Regions from separate parts of the Mus musculus genome. Here all the other regions are linked to region 1. Evidence: chromatin contacts called from public promoter capture Hi-C data. All regions are on one chromosome and are shown on one strand. Each heading gives the region's core, a stretch centred on a gene start, on an enhancer-like site or on the middle of the called end of the contact. The rest is flanking DNA. Distances are from core to core; before and after follow the strand shown.

What was found. Promoter capture Hi-C pulls out the DNA fragments that hold promoters and counts their contacts.
Region 2: a contact with region 1 is called in a promoter capture Hi-C map of pre-B cells, with 3 times the contacts expected there. The contact joins the promoter of Donson here to the promoter of Scaf4 in region 1. A contact is called at or near these places in 1 of 39 promoter capture datasets (pre-B cells), 1 of 484 Hi-C or Micro-C datasets (embryonic stem cells) and 1 of 9 other capture datasets (adipose tissue).
Region 3: a contact with region 1 is called in a promoter capture Hi-C map of second pharyngeal arch cranial neural crest, with 3 times the contacts expected there. The contact joins the promoter of Dnajc28 here to the promoter of Scaf4 in region 1. A contact is called at or near these places in 5 of 39 promoter capture datasets (hippocampal neurons, liver, pre-B cells and 1 more) and 1 of 115 datasets of contacts at active chromatin or transcription factors (astrocytes).
Region 4: a promoter capture Hi-C map of cranial neural crest shows a contact between it and region 1. The contact joins the promoter of Ifnar1 here to the promoter of Scaf4 in region 1. A contact is called at or near these places in 2 of 39 promoter capture datasets (cranial neural crest and pre-B cells).
Region 5: a promoter capture Hi-C map of pre-B cells shows a contact between it and region 1, with 2.9 times the contacts expected there. The contact joins the enhancer-like site here to the promoter of Scaf4 in region 1. A contact is called at or near these places in 6 of 39 promoter capture datasets (the 3T3-L1 cell line, 3T3-L1-derived adipocytes, cranial neural crest and 3 more), 1 of 115 datasets of contacts at active chromatin or transcription factors (embryonic forebrain) and 1 of 9 other capture datasets (embryonic stem cells).

The regions. Positions count from the first base shown.
Region 1 is chr16:90,283,051-90,285,900 of GRCm38.p6, reverse strand. Scaf4 (SR-related CTD-associated factor 4) reads left to right here and starts at 1,398. Exons shown (of 20, transcript NM_178923.4): 1 at 1,398-1,898. The coding sequence starts at 1,869.
Region 2 is chr16:91,687,235-91,690,084 of GRCm38.p6, reverse strand. Donson (downstream neighbor of SON) reads left to right here and starts at 1,357. Exons shown (of 10, transcript NM_021720.1): 1 at 1,357-1,678; 2 at 2,210-2,290. The coding sequence starts at 1,373. It overlaps Cryzl1 (crystallin, zeta (quinone reductase)-like 1), which reads left to right. Exons shown (of 13, transcript NM_133679.2): 13 at 170-763. The coding sequence ends at 269. It overlaps Gm10785 (predicted gene 10785), which reads right to left and starts at 1,187. Exons shown (of 6, transcript NR_040389.1): 1 at 805-1,187.
Region 3 is chr16:91,617,514-91,620,363 of GRCm38.p6, reverse strand. It overlaps Dnajc28 (DnaJ heat shock protein family (Hsp40) member C28), which reads left to right and starts at 1,365. Exons shown (of 2, transcript NM_138664.2): 1 at 1,365-1,606.
Region 4 is chr16:91,483,794-91,486,643 of GRCm38.p6, reverse strand. It overlaps Ifnar1 (interferon (alpha and beta) receptor 1), which reads right to left and starts at 1,429. Exons shown (of 11, transcript NM_010508.2): 1 at 1,228-1,429. The coding sequence starts at 1,300.
Region 5 is chr16:91,412,159-91,415,008 of GRCm38.p6, reverse strand. It overlaps Il10rb (interleukin 10 receptor, beta), which reads right to left. Exons shown (of 7, transcript NM_008349.5): 4 at 230-396. Among named protein-coding and RNA genes, the nearest start is that of Il10rb, 7.3 kb to the right of the region's middle. Within about 2 kb of position 1,473, at least 55 of the 459 cell types and tissues checked have an H3K27ac peak or open chromatin away from gene starts, as enhancers often do. A contact at or near this core is called in pre-B cells, where this site is marked.

The DNA of each region.
Region 1 (2,850 bases), core at 149-2,648:
ATCCTTACCCTGTCGGAGTTGAACCCACAGCCTTGGTTAGGGCTGAGATTTTTCTTTTTCTTTTTTTTTTCCGAGACAGGGTTTCTCTGTATAGCCCTGGCTGGTCTCGAACTCAGAAATCCACCTGCCTCTGCCTCCCCAGTACTGGGATTAAAGGCGTGTGCCACCATGCTGGGCCAAACACCTTGTTCTTAAACACCTCTGCTCCTTGTCTGTCTGACTTTTCAGCTCCTGTTAGCTGTGCAGTATTGAATCCCAGGTATCTACCTCCTCTCAGCCATTTTCCTGGACTTTACCCATATCGCAAAAGCCCTCAGTTAACTATCCCAGGGACAGCTCAGATGGCTAGAGCCCGAAAAGATAACCGTCTAGCCAGATAAACTTGGGCATGGTGGTTAACTGAACTAGGCTGACTTAAATGAGGACACTGTTCATAGGCATTGACAAAGATTAGCCATTACGCCCTCAAACTCATTCCTTCCTTAAATTATTACCAAGTTGACGCAAACCCAGCACTCATGTCCTTCAAGAAGCAGTGTGCATCTTCCCTCCGGAACACCATTCTGTCTTTCCTCCAGTGCCTGATACCTTCAGCCTCATCATCTCCAGGGCCCGAAGCCATGCTGTTCCTGGCCCCACTTTCTTCCGCATGCATACTTTGCAGGATGTCAACCTGCATGATGCCCCCTTAAGAACAAAATCCTAACTCTGCTAGGATCTGGTCTCGGTAGGGCCAGTTGCTTTCCCTAAGTACCAGCCGGTTGTCCTCCAAGGAGAGGTGATAGCACAGCGCGCAAGGTCCAGAGGGCCCCTCCTTTCTCGAATTCTTTTAGGATGCTCGCCCTTTTCTACGGGAAGTAGTCCCCAACTTCCAGTACGAGTCAGGCCTTCTAGCTTTTATACTCATGCTCCACAAAAGTGAGGTTTCTACAGAAAAACTTTCATTTTTCACACACCCAACAGACAGCGGTCGCAGCGCGCGGCAGGCGGTGAGAACTCAAGTGAATCAGAACACACTTCTGCCGAGAGCGACCCAACGGGGTTTGGGGAGATTAGCGTTAGGGGTTCAGGAGCCCAGTCCTCGGAAGTTGCTCAGGGCGTCCACCAGGTCCGCACGCAAGTCGAAGCAGGGGACTTGGAGACTGCAGACGCTCACCCTCCGCGCTTTGTTTGTCGCAGCAGCAGGGCGCAGTCCTGCCCGGACACAATGCACCCCGGGAGCCGTCGTCCGGATCCTGAGCCCAGAAGACGGGAACTCTCCGCAGCCGCAACCGGCGGGAAAGCGCGCGACAACGCGCGGTCACACGCTAGCGGCTCGGCGCCGGTGGGGCGCGGAGGGGCGGGGCGTGGGCGGAGCCAAGCACGAGCGGGGCGGAGCCGGGCTCAGGAAGCGCTTGGAGGCCCGAGCTGTCCCAGGGTGCTTCGCGCGGCGTGCACTCGGGTCGCTGCCGCCATCCTGCTGGCGAAAGAGAGGAGAGAGACAGAGAGGCCCGCCCGCTCGCCGGCCGGGCCAGTGTGGGCCAGTGCGTGAGGGAGGGCGCGGGGGGCCGTGTCAGCGCGACGCAGAGCGCAGCCGCCGCCGCCAAACGGACATGTTGGAGCCCCGCGCTGCCGCCGCCTCCCATCCCTCCTCCGGCGCACGGGACTGAGCAGGGGCCCGCCGCCTCTGCCTGCGCTCGACCGGCCCAGCCTCGCCGCCTCGGCCGCAGCCCCTTCCTGCTCGGCCTCCGCCGCTCGTCGCCTCCCGTCCTCCTCCCCCTCCACGCCCAAGGGCCCTGCCGGCACCCGGCCCTACTCAGCCGCCGCTCCAGGTCTAGGTGACCGGCGGGCCCGGAGCAGCCGCAGCCGCCGCCGCAACGCGCGCGAACATGGACGCCGTCAACGCCTTCAACCAGGAGGTGAGGAGTGCTTGGGGTTAGGGCTGGTGCGGGCCACGCCGGGGCCGCTTCTCTCGCTGCCCGAGGGCTTTCGAGCACCGAGTCCGGGCGGGGACGCTTCCTGCCCCGGTTCCGGGGCAGCGGGCCTGGAGCCGGGGAGAGGTCGCGGCCACCGCCGGGGGCTGACCCCGCGCCCCTCCCCCGCCAGTGCCCCTTCGCCCCCTTCCGGCCTGTGCCGACTCCCGCTTCTTCAACGTGGCCCTTATGCTGCTCCCGGCCCCGTTATCGGCTTTACGGGGCCGGGATCCCGCCAGGGGCTGCAACGGAGCGCTCGGCCGACTCAGGGGCGGGAGTTCCCGCGAGTCCCGGGGCCGGCGTAGCAGCCGCCTGGGTTCTCCTGTTGCTCAGGCCGCGGCGCTGCGCGGCGGCCGCTGGACTCTGATCCCGGTTGGCGGAGACTTAGAGAGGGTGTCTGCCCTCCCACCTCCTGGATTGACACGCTCACAAATGAACATAGAGCGGTAGTTCCCTTGGCCTTTCTATCTAGAACGTGCCCTTTCTGTACATCGTGACACCTAAAAAGTTGAATGGGAGAGCAAAGTGTACGCCCCATTTAGTCCGCTAGTAAGGCTGCTTGGGTCTCCACCTGCTCACCCTCGCACCGCCCTCTCGGGGTACTTAATCCTCAGCTCCCTTCCTCAGGGACATTTACATGTGAAAACCTCCCCAAACCGGGAACAAAGCTGCCTGCCGCCTTAAAGCTCTCTAGTTGTATCTCTGATCGTTCCATGTGCTGCTTAGGGGCATAAAGTCCATACTATCTTATTTATCTGAATGGATGTGGGAGGAGGAGACGACCACTGATGCTTTAAAACGCAGTTACAGAGTGGAAACTATTGTGAATTAAGTTGGGGTATGTTTCCCGTTTCAAATACCACTGAAGGAATCTGATGTCATAGTTTGACACGTGTTG
Region 2 (2,850 bases), core at 108-2,607, 1.4 Mb before region 1:
CCAGCAACTTGCAGAGGTTCACCTGCCTCTGCCTCGCCAGTGCTGGGATTAAAGGCTCGAGCTGCTTGTGTTAGATAAAGGAAAATAAGCAAATGTGTGGTCTACTGCATCCTGCGTGCTGTGCTCCTCTGTGCCTGTGCCTGACATCTCGAATCATTTCCCTCCTCAGGCCTCTGCTCGATGAGCCCATCCCACTGTATGAGGCAAAGGTTTCCATGGAAGTTGTTCAGAAAAATCAAGAAAGAAAAAAGCAAGTCGTTCAATTTTAATTCTCTTCCCTGATCTCAGTCGGATGCACCCACACCAGTGGGGGAAGCCAGTTTTCTTTGGAAATTGTTGAGAAAAACCAAGGACGATAAAGCAAGATTTTATATTTTTAAGCCTGTTTTCCTGCCACAGTAAGATGTTTGGTTATTTGACATATTTGAAAAATACTTCCAAAATTAATGTGCAAACAATCCAGATAATTTTTTTACCATCTGAAGGGGACATTCCAAAAGCTTCTTTTAGTTATTGTATCTGTACACTTTGCCTCTGCTATAAAATTCTTTCCATTAAGAAAACTGCTTTCAGCAAAAGCTACACTATTCTAGCAAATACATCTGTCACATGCTTTTGCTATACCAAACGTCATTTGATTTTGTTATCAACTTCATTCTCAACACCTTCCTTAACAAACCGTTGATGCCATTATTTTAGCATTTGTACTTTCCGACTTCAAAGTATCTAATCCACTGGCATTTAAAATGTTTTTAAATATTCATTCACTCTGAATTTCTCCGAGATCATACGGAATCATAGTACCTGGTCCTGTAGTAGTGACGGCATTTGCATAGAGGGCTGCGGTGGTCGGGCACTGGGGACAAGGGTGGAAGAGTTGGCCTGCGGCTAGCCTGAAGCTGGCGGACATTTCCCCCTCGTGGGTACTGTGTTGAGCTCGGCCCATCACCGTCTCTCTCAGAATGATATTGCGGCTTCTCACGGAGAGAAGTAACTGCCCATCACCACCAATCAATGTGTTGTTTGCTGTGCATTCATGCTCCGTACCCGGGGCTGACACTACGCCCGCTGCCGAGTTGGTACTGTTAATCCCTTTTCCGAGCCCTACCGGGTGCCGCGCGCCGCCGTCGCGTTCTCAGCGACGCCGACCTCGCAGCAGGAGAGCCGCGAGCTGCGCGCGCCCGGCCGGAAGCGGCCACCGGGAAATCTGTTGGGCGGGGCGGCACGGCCTGGCACGCATGCTCCGTCGGGGCGGGCCCGTGGCGGGGCGGGGCCTCAGGAGCCTCCAGTCCGTGAGCAGCGCGGGGTCTGGGCGGGGCCGGGGCGCGCGGGAAGCCCCGGCAGGGCTGCGGAGCTGCCTCGGTGCTGCGCAATGGCTGTCTCGGTGCCCGGCTACTCGCCTAGCTTCAAGAGGCCGCCTGAGACCGTGCGGCTCCGCCGGAAAAGGTCTCGGGACCATGGTGCCGCCGTGCCCGCCTCACTGCCGGAGCCCGCGCCCCGCCGCGCCGCGCTGGCGGCTGGGCTGCCCTTGCGCCCCTTCCCGACCGCCGGCGGCAGAGGAGGCGCCGCCGCGACCATCGCCCGCAGGAACCCTTTCGCTCGCCTGGACAACCGGCCGCGAGTCTCGGACGAGGCCAGCGAAGAGCCGCTCCGCGGTCCTCAGGGGGCGTCGGGCCCGGTGAGTCTCCGCGTCCCGCAGCCGGGCGTCAGGGGTGGGAATGGGCGCGAACAGCCGCCGCAGGCTGATGTCCTGAGCTGGGGCGGGGGAGGGGGTGGCTGCCCTCTCCTGTAAGAAGGACTTAGGGATGGATACCCAGGAAGGTGGCTCGAATAGTCCTCCGAACTGTGATGGAAAGCCACAGAATCTGCCTTCTCACCATCCTTTCAAGACCTTTTTCTCAGGCACTTGAAATTACTGTGGACTGTTGAAGATAAATCGGGTCAGAATTTACAAATGTTGGTTTTACTCATAAAGCTTTTTTGGAACTTTTGGTCTAAGATTTTTGTATCAGTTATTAAATGCGTCAAAGTCTGGCCTTTCCTCCCGTTTAGATAAGTTCAGGCACAAATCTGCAATGAAACATGGTACTGTATGGATGTGAGCTCCCACTCACTCTCCTGAGAACCTGGTGTGCCAGGTGAGCCCTTACATAGTTCACATTCCCTCATCGCTTAGGTTTTAAAAGGACCACTCTTTTCTTAACCTCAGCTTCTAGATTCTAATGAAGAAAATAACTTGCTGTGGGAGGACACATCATCTCATGAAAGAACTGGCACGGAACTGTCCCAGGTACTTTTAAAAATTACATTTCTAGTTTGTGCCACAATTGTGTGTGTAGAGGCCAGTCCCTCCACTGTGTGAGTAGAAGGATTGGACTCAGGTTGTCAGGCAGGCCAGAAGCAAGTGCCTCTACCTTCTGAGCCATCTCAATGGCTCACTCTAGGAAATACTTTCAAAGGGCTGAATATAATGTATATTCTAATAAACATACTTCTCAAAAGCTTTTCTCTTGAAAAAATGAGTTCCAGGAATGAATTCAAAGTCTGGGACTGAACCTCAGTTTGTAAAATGCTTGCCTAATGTTCAAAGACCTCAGGGCTGGATCCCCAGGAATTCCATGAATTACATGGGACATGATGCTGTACACTTAGAGCTGTCTCACTGGAGTGAAGGAGGGATTGCCAGGCCTTTGATAGCATCCTCAGATGCAGAGACAGTTGAGGCCAGCCTGGGACACATGAGAACCTTCTCTGAGAAGAAAAGAGAAACTTGAGAGTGATTATTTCTATACAGGTGTTTTGATACTAGACATGGGCTCTGGTGGCCAAAGCCTGCTTTGTGCTGGGGAT
Region 3 (2,850 bases), core at 116-2,615, 1.3 Mb before region 1:
GTGGGAGCAGTGGACCCAGATGAAGGTTGTGCTGAGTCAGCAAGCCCGGGCGATGGGCTAACACTTTTCAGGCAGCACAGCCAAACTCCCACAATGCTTGGCTCTCATGATGGTCACAACAGAATACTATTTAGACACATTGAGTGTGAGCGGCTACTATATACACATTAGTTATTCAAGATTGAGATAGCCCAACCTGTAAAGACTCTACCTTCATTCAAGCTTGACCACCAGGATCCACACGACAGAAGCAGACAACCAACTCCACCAGTAGAGACCACAGCATACAAAACACGAAACTACACATACAAAACATAACCGGTGTAATAAGATTTTCAAAGCCAGATGTGGCACGCACCTTTCATCTCAGCGCTTGGGAGGCAGAGGCAAGTGGGTTCAAGGCCAGCCTGGTCTACAGAGTTTCAGACTAGACTGGCCTCAAACTCACAGAGATCCACCTGACTCTGCCTTTATATGCTGGGATTAAAAGTGTGCCGCTAATTTTTTTAAAACTGTATCTTTAGGATGGAGTGCGGTGACATGTCTTTAACCATTCAAGAGACAAGAGGCAGGGAATCCCAGCACTTGGGAGGCAGAAGCAGGTGGATTTCTGAGTTCAAGGCCAGCCTGGTCTACAGAGTGAGTTCCAGGACAGCCAGGGCTACACAGAGAAACCCTGTCTCAAAAAAACCAAATAATAATAATTAATAAAAATAAAATAATAAAGAATAAAATAAAACCAAAGACACATTTTTCCCTTCTTTTCCAACCCCTGGCTATGTGCGGTGCTCAATGGGGTGAGGTATCGTACAATACGCAGAGCCCTGACAGAACTTGCCTTGCATGCATAAGCCCTTGGTTTTATATCCCCAACATTCCATAAACAAGTAGCAATTTTACTGTGTAATCCCAGCACCTGGAAAACGGAAGCATGGAGGATGTGCAACCCAAAATCCCTCTTTACTACATAGCGAGTGTGAGGCCAGCCTGGGCTAAGGGAGACAGTGTCAAAAAACAAGAGCCATCCACCCAAACAAACTTGGCTGGGCCAGGCAGTGGTGGCGCACACCTTTAATCCAAACTTGGTTGAAGGAAAGACCATCTTTCTAGGCTTAAAGAAGCCTACTGACGGTGCAGGTGTCCCATAGAGGCAAACGGCCTAATCTTCCTCCATTTAAAACAATTTACTGAGGTCAGTGCTCTTCAAATTACATACACGTTGGGGTCACAAATCTATCACAAGCCATAACTCCTCTCCAGGCCCTAATGCCTCTACTCTGCACCTGCCGGAGAACTACATTTCCCACAATCCAAATCGGCCGAACCCTGCCCTCGAAAGCGGGTAGAGGCGGGGCCTATCGCCCCCGGCACAACAACAAGCGTCCAGGGGAGTCTGTCCTCTGTTCCGTGGGGGATGGTTTTATAAGAAAGAGATCGCTGTCCCTGGTGAGGGAAACTACCTGTCGTAGTAAGGTATGAAGAAAGGCTCTGCAGTGTAGCGCGGCAGAGGGTCCAGTAGCCGAGACAGGGACGGAGCGGGCCACGCGTGCTGCGCAAAGGCGCAGCTTGAGCTTCGAGCCGCTGAACCCCCATCACGTCTGTGAAGGTGAGTAGGGGGTGCAGCGGACCGACACTCTTCTGAGGCACCCCTCACCACGGTGAGCATAACCACCGGCATCCCAGACAACTCTAAAATCCACTGACCCCTATATTGTGACATCGGGCTACCATGACTTCTAAAACGCACCTTACATTCAAAGGATCAGTAATCCTCCAGTAAGTACTCCGTTGCCTTTCGTCAGTGTTCAGTATCTTTTTCCACAGGACCATGCGTTTTTAAATACAGCAAAAGCTCTCTCACCCTTTATCGCCCTTCCTTGCCCTGGCACCTAGCAAATAGCGAGGTGCAGACCTTAAAGTCGCTTGCATTCTTGATTCTCAGTCCCATCTGGTGTCCCACTGAGTACCGGTCTGTATGTTCCCTGTTTGATATGCAGCAAGTTAGATACTTGGAAATGGTGACGACCATTCTACACTGTATGCAAAACAAAACAACAACACAAATTGTGCTCAGGGAAATGTGTAATTTGCTGAGTATAGCTAAGCCAAGTGTGGGGCTTGGATGCTCTCCTTTAGTCCCAGCACTCAGGAGACAGAGGCAGGCTGACCTCTGTGAGTTCAAGTCCAGCCTGGTCTACATAATGAGTCCCAGGACAGCCAGGGCTATGTAGAGAGACCCTATCTCAAAAACAAACAAGCAAAAAGCAGTTAAGCTTTACTGTGCCCCAAACCTAACCATTTGCAGTACCTGGTAATGTAAGTTCTTTGGTTAACCTTAAGAGTTGCTTAACCTTCTGGACCCGTTTTCTTATAAAATGAGAAAATTAGGTTAGATGAGTTTTAACAACTTTCTAGATCTAAAATTCTGTGCATTGGATCCGGGCGGAGGTATGCATGTCTTTAATCCCAGAACATGGAAGGCAGGGGCAGGTGGATCTCTCTATGTTTGAAGCCAGCCTGGTCTCCAAAGTGAGTCCAGAACAACCAGAGCTACACAGAGAGAAACCCTGTCTTCAAGCAGTAGACTTCAGTTCCTGTCACACTATGTGATAGCCAAACATCACTGTCATTTTCTAGCTGCACCAAGAAAAGTCATAGATACTTATATATTCTTGTTTAGCAACATTGTTACAAAGAACTGACTTTCTTTTTTATATACATATGGTGTTTTGCCTACACTATGGCTGTGCACCATGTGTGTCCAATGCCTGAGTGGGCCAGAAGGAGTCAGACCCCCTGGAACCAGAGTGAGAGACATTTATTAGCTGCCATGTGGGTGCTGGGAACCAC
Region 4 (2,850 bases), core at 180-2,679, 1.2 Mb before region 1:
ATCAAGGCAAGTTTTTTAAAGACTTTCTGTATGTGTATACGTGTTCTGCCTGCACATTTGTGTGTGCACCACATGTGCCCCATAGCCAAGGAAGTCAGAAAAGTGTATTCCAATCCCCTGGAACAAAGCAGGATTTAGGGAAGGTTGCAAGTCACCAACTGTGTGCTGGGAACCAATCCAGGTCCCTCTGCAAGAGCAATAAGTGCTCTTACCTGTGAGCCGCCTCTCCAGCCCGAACGAGGCTTTAACTTTAAAAAGTGTCCTTTAACGCTATGTCTGGCTCCACTGTTATCTCCTGTTTTGAAAACTTCTGCCTCAGACTATCATGTCATGTCGCCTGTCAAGCTTCTACTCCAGAGGGTTACAGAACTGCCTCTAGTTACATCCTATGTAAGAGGATGCATCTGAGATGTCTGAATTTCTTTCTTTTCAGCCACCAGGAGCTATCCATCAAGTCTCCCCACTCTGAGTTGTCAGTTTCTCAGTGCTGTCTATGCTAAGTGCACACTACCACTGAGCCACACTTCCAGTACCACCAACGGAGTCTTTGATGTCATCCCTAAACTGACTCTATCCTGTTATCCGTATCCTCTTAGCTTGATCTCCAGTCCAACTGTTGGGATTTACTGATTCTGTGCAGAAAGAGCAGCAAATGTGCTCATGAGATTAACAAAAGACCCAAGAGCATTTGTAGCAGTTACAGTATTCTGTTCATAATAGTCTTTTTCCGATTTACTGTATATGTGTGACCACTTTGCCTGCATGTACATCATGCACGTCTAGCCAGAAATGGGCCATCTTCGGGGTGAGACTTGGGGCAATCACTTACTTCCCAGATATACAGATTTCTAAGAGGAATCAGAACTTTCCTCCAGGAGTGAGGCTAGGTCGTCTTTTTTAGGTTCCTCACATCACTATGAAAACTCTTGTCTCTCCCCTTAGTGGGCATTCTCCCGATGTAACTAGCCCAGTGGTTTCCTGGTTTTGACTTCGGGCCGGTTAGGGGGCCTCTCACCTCACTCCTCTCAGCCCGGGACAAACCGCACTAGGCTGGGAGCGCATTTCTGCTGCTGTCTGGTCTCCCGCCCACCAGCAGCCCTGAGGCTCGGCCCGGGTAGCGTCCTCAGGCTGAAGAGCGGCGCAGGGGGCGGGCGTCGCGGACTCTGGTCACCCGCGCCCAGCTCTCCCTCCATGGTGCCCGGCCCTCGCACAGGCCCCTCGGCTCACCTGCAGCTGAGGGTAGCACCCAAGGCGCCCCGGCCACCAGCACCAGGGCCGCCGCGCCCACGACAGCGAGCATCGTCTTGGGAGGCCGGGCGGCGGCTCACATTCTCCTCCTTCTCCTCAGCAGCACCGCGGAGCTGGAGACTACCTCTGGGCAGCTAGGCCCTCCGCGACGCCCCGCCCCCTCCAGCGCCCCGCCCCTTCCGTGAACGCCCCCGCCCCTCCACCCAGCACAGCTTCTCCGCTGACGCCACGCTCTCTCCGCGAGCAAGCGGCTCGGAAAGTACCGGGCGCGGTCCAGTCAAGGCCTGGGGACTTTGAGGTCCCTGCCACGCTCCGCCCCCACTTCCGGAAAGACTGCCCAGCATTGTCCTTAGACTCCTGAGAGGAAAGCGGGGTGCAGTCAGTGCGCCTGCGCAGCCCCTCCTCCTTCCGGGCTCAGCTTCCTGTTTTTGTCCGGAGGGGGTTCGGAGGCGTTGCCCCGGGGGTTACTAGTCCACTGGCTCGAATCCTGGTGTGGGGATCCCTGGAGGCCGTGGATCAAATGACTCTGGGACCTGGAAGGCGCCGGCAACACTTTTATCTCAACTGCACAAGATCTTTATACTTGATTCCCTGATTTTGTGGGATGGTTTGCTGTTGTGACTCGCTCAATCTTTGGGTTTTGAATTATGCAGCGTTTGGATCTTTTGTCTAATAATGTGGTTTTAGGCTGGTTTTATGTGTATGAGTGTTTTGCATGCATGCATGCATGCATATATGTGCACCGTACATATATGCGTGCCTGGTACCCATGGAGGCCAGTAGAGCGCAGATACCCTGGTATTAAAGTTACTGATCTTCCGAGCTACCATGTTTGTACGCCAGTCCTCTGCACGTGCCCTTAAACCACTGAGCCCTCTCTCTACCCCCTTAACTCCGTCTCTGTCTGATTACTATCTTATAAAGAAACTTATTTGTTGGGCCGGGCGTGGTGGCGCACGCCTTTAATCCCAGCACTCGGGAGGCGGAGGCAGGCGGATTTCTGAGTTCGAGGCCAGCCTGGTCTACAAAGTGAGCTCCAGGACAGCCAGGCCTATACAGAGAAACCCTGTCACGAAAAACCAAAAAAAGAAAAAAAAAAAAAAAAAAGTAAGAAACTTATTTGTTATGCCGGGCGTGGTGGCACATGCCTTTAATCCCAGCACTTGGGAGGCAGAGGCAGGCGGTTTCTGAGTTCGAGGCCAGCCTGGACTAGAGAGTGAGTTCCAGGACAGCCAAGGCTCCACACACAAACCCTGTCTCAAAAAAAAAAAAAAGAGTTCCTCTCTGCTTCCTCACCATCATTCGTCAGATTTCTTGTCAGCCATTCTGACTAGGGTGGGGTAGAATGGCAAAGCAGTGTCAGTGTGCATTTTGCTGGTGGCTCAGGACATTAAGTTCTTTAAAGATAGTTACTGGGTGCATATTTCAGCGTTTGAAAACTGTGTTCGATTTATTGGGCCATTTGTTCCTGGTAGATTCATTTCCTTATTTTCTGAAGTTCTTTATGAATTTGAGATATCAGAGCCTTGTCTGAGGTATAGCTGGACAGGCTTTTTGCCCATCCTGTAGCCTGTGTGATGCACAGATAGTCTCCCTTGATGT
Region 5 (2,850 bases), core at 224-2,723, 1.1 Mb before region 1:
TCTCCTGTCCCCATCTCTCAGCACTGTGACTACCGCTGCGCATCCCTGGCTTTAAACTTGGGTGTTGGGGAATCCAAATTCTGTCCCTCATGTTTGCACAGCAAAGACTTTACCCACTGAGCCTTCCCCGCGTGGTCCCTGGGTGCCCATTCCTCTCTCTCATCACAGCTTACCAAACTGAGCGGAGAGCACAATACTCATGTCAGATGCACTCGAGAGGCGGCCTTACCTTCTCATTAGTCCCATTTTTCCAGTATTGCACTCTGTAAGCCCATGAGTCATAAATGTTCTTCAAGGTCCACGTCTCAGGCTCATTCTCAATTTGTGGGGCTGAGAAACGCAGGTGTAAAGACTCAGCAAGGGATTCTATCTGCATCTCAGGAGGTCCAATGATGGCTGAGTATAAGAACACACCAGAATGACAATCAAAAAACCACATTTTAAACACTTCACTCGAACACGAATTCCTCATATATATGTGCAACTATCTACTGAAGGATAACGCTGGCTCTTGATACACCATCTACAGTGCCTCAGGAGGATGGATGGATTTTTTTTTTTTTTGCTTGTTTCAAAAGATCCAAAATCCTTTGTCTGTAATAATTGAATTAAATCCATTTATGTTCACAGTAATATCTAATAAATTTAGGATTATTCCAATCCTATTGTTTTATATTGTTTGTAAAAATGGCATTTTTAGGGAGGGGTCATCCCAGTACGTAGCCTAGGTTAGCCTCAAACTTTCGATCTTCCTGCCTAAGTCTTGACAACACTGTTGTTACAGACATGACATAAAGGCATGTCACCATCACCATGCTTCACACACAATCACACACACACACACACACACACACACACACACACAATATGTTTTTACATTTCTTATTTTATTAAATTCTTCTCTTTCTCTTTGTTTTATGCCTTCTACTGGCTTGGATTCTTTTTCATTTTCTAGCCTTAAAGCTACAAATGATATTTCTGTAACTGTAGGGATTACTCATAAATATTTATCATCTAGAACTATATATAGTTTACAACTTTTCTTTTGCTTATGTAGCTAGGCCCTTCACCCCTTCTCCATCTCCATCCATTCAAACGTCACTCTGGGGAGCCTGTATACTGTGGCTCTCTGGTAAGAATATATTCCTCTTTCCTGTTGATTTTTCCACTTTGAGAGCCGCATTCACTCTGTACCGTCAAATATCTGCCTCTTGGGTTGCTGCCAGTCTTCCTATGAGTCTAGAGCACTCGATGAGGGCAAGACTTTGTTTTTGTTTGTTGTTGTAGCTTCAGTGCTAAGAACATGCCTCGCACACAGTAGGTGCTCAAAAATAACCACAGAAGGAATAACAAAAGACTCTGAGGAAGATTGGCCTGTGTTCTCCTCTCTGACCATCGCCACTCCTGAGGGGGGCCTCTTGCTAAGCCACAGGGGCCTGTGTCAGCGTCTCTGCTCTCTCACTTTTACACGTGTAACCTTGAGTCATGCTCTTTGATCTGAGTCTACAGAGAACTGGCTTCCCTGGGACATAATGTAAGACTTAGAACCAGCCAGGCCCAATAAGAAATTACTACAGTGGAAACTTATCTATCAAACGGTCCCCAACTTATAATGGTTGTGTGAAAGATACTGGCAGGAAACAGAGACTGACCTTTGACCTTTGACCTTTGAATTGCTATATCCCCTCAGTTCAAGGAAATGGCTGTAGTCTGTTACCTCCCCATCAGTCATGGGATCAGGAGGGTGTGGCATGGCAGGCTAGGCGTGCCAAATGCACTCTTGATTTATGGTATCTTCTGCTCGAGATGGGTTTGCAGGAACCCTTGGTAACCACTGAAGACCGGTTTAGTTTTAGAGCCTGACTCTCAGTGAACTGTCTTTTTGCAACGGTCATTTCCTTCCCTTGTTTTCAGAAAGGAACATTTAGCGAAGAAGACTAACTGGCCATTTCCAGGTGCAGAATTCTAAGTTTGGTGCTTGTCCTAAGACAGAACTGGAAAGAGAACAAGGGACTTTCGCCTCATTCTGTCTGAGTGAGCATCTCTCTGTGGAAGCTACAGAACCCACCTGTAAGGACCTGTATAAGCCCTGGCCCCCAGACCCGGGTATTCCCTCTGATGCCCCTGGGAGGGCCTTATTTGAGCTTTGTCCCTGATGTTTTTGTAACCTCTAATTCTCCCAGATGCTTGATGGCAGCTTAACTGGTTTTCAATTCCTGATACTTTAAACATGTGCATCTCAGGACCTCTGGGTCCCCCTAGCCTCCACTTCTAACCAGGGTATCTTCTTTCCAAAGCTTACCAGCCAGCCTCAGCAGAGTCTACCATCAGTGAGTGTATTTCTTCCACCCTTCTCCAGGACAGTGGTCTCTCTGCACTGGGCTTTCTCTCTCTGCATCTACCTCTCTCCACTTCTCCCATATTTTAAAACTTATTTTGCATTTTATTTTTAGTTTAGGTGTATGGTGCTTTGCCTGTATGTATGCTCTGTGTACCAGGTGCTCAAAGCGGCCAGAACCGGTGCCAAATCCCATGGGACTGGAATTATACACTGTTGTGAGTAGACTTGTGGGTGCTGGGAATTGAACCCAAGTCCTCTGGAAGAGCAGCCAGTTCTCTTAAGCGCTGAGCCATTTTCCAGGCCCCTATCTCTTGGCTTAATTCATAGTCTCACACTGACTTTCTTCTAGAGTTTTCCATTCCCTCATTAACAGCACTGGCCTTAATTTGCCATATTTGTGAGTAGCGAAGCCACCAAGTTTATATTCATTTATTTTATTCAGCACATGTGTATTTTCCTCTGCTTCATCCATGAATCCATGAACTTACAGACACAGCATCCCTGCTGTA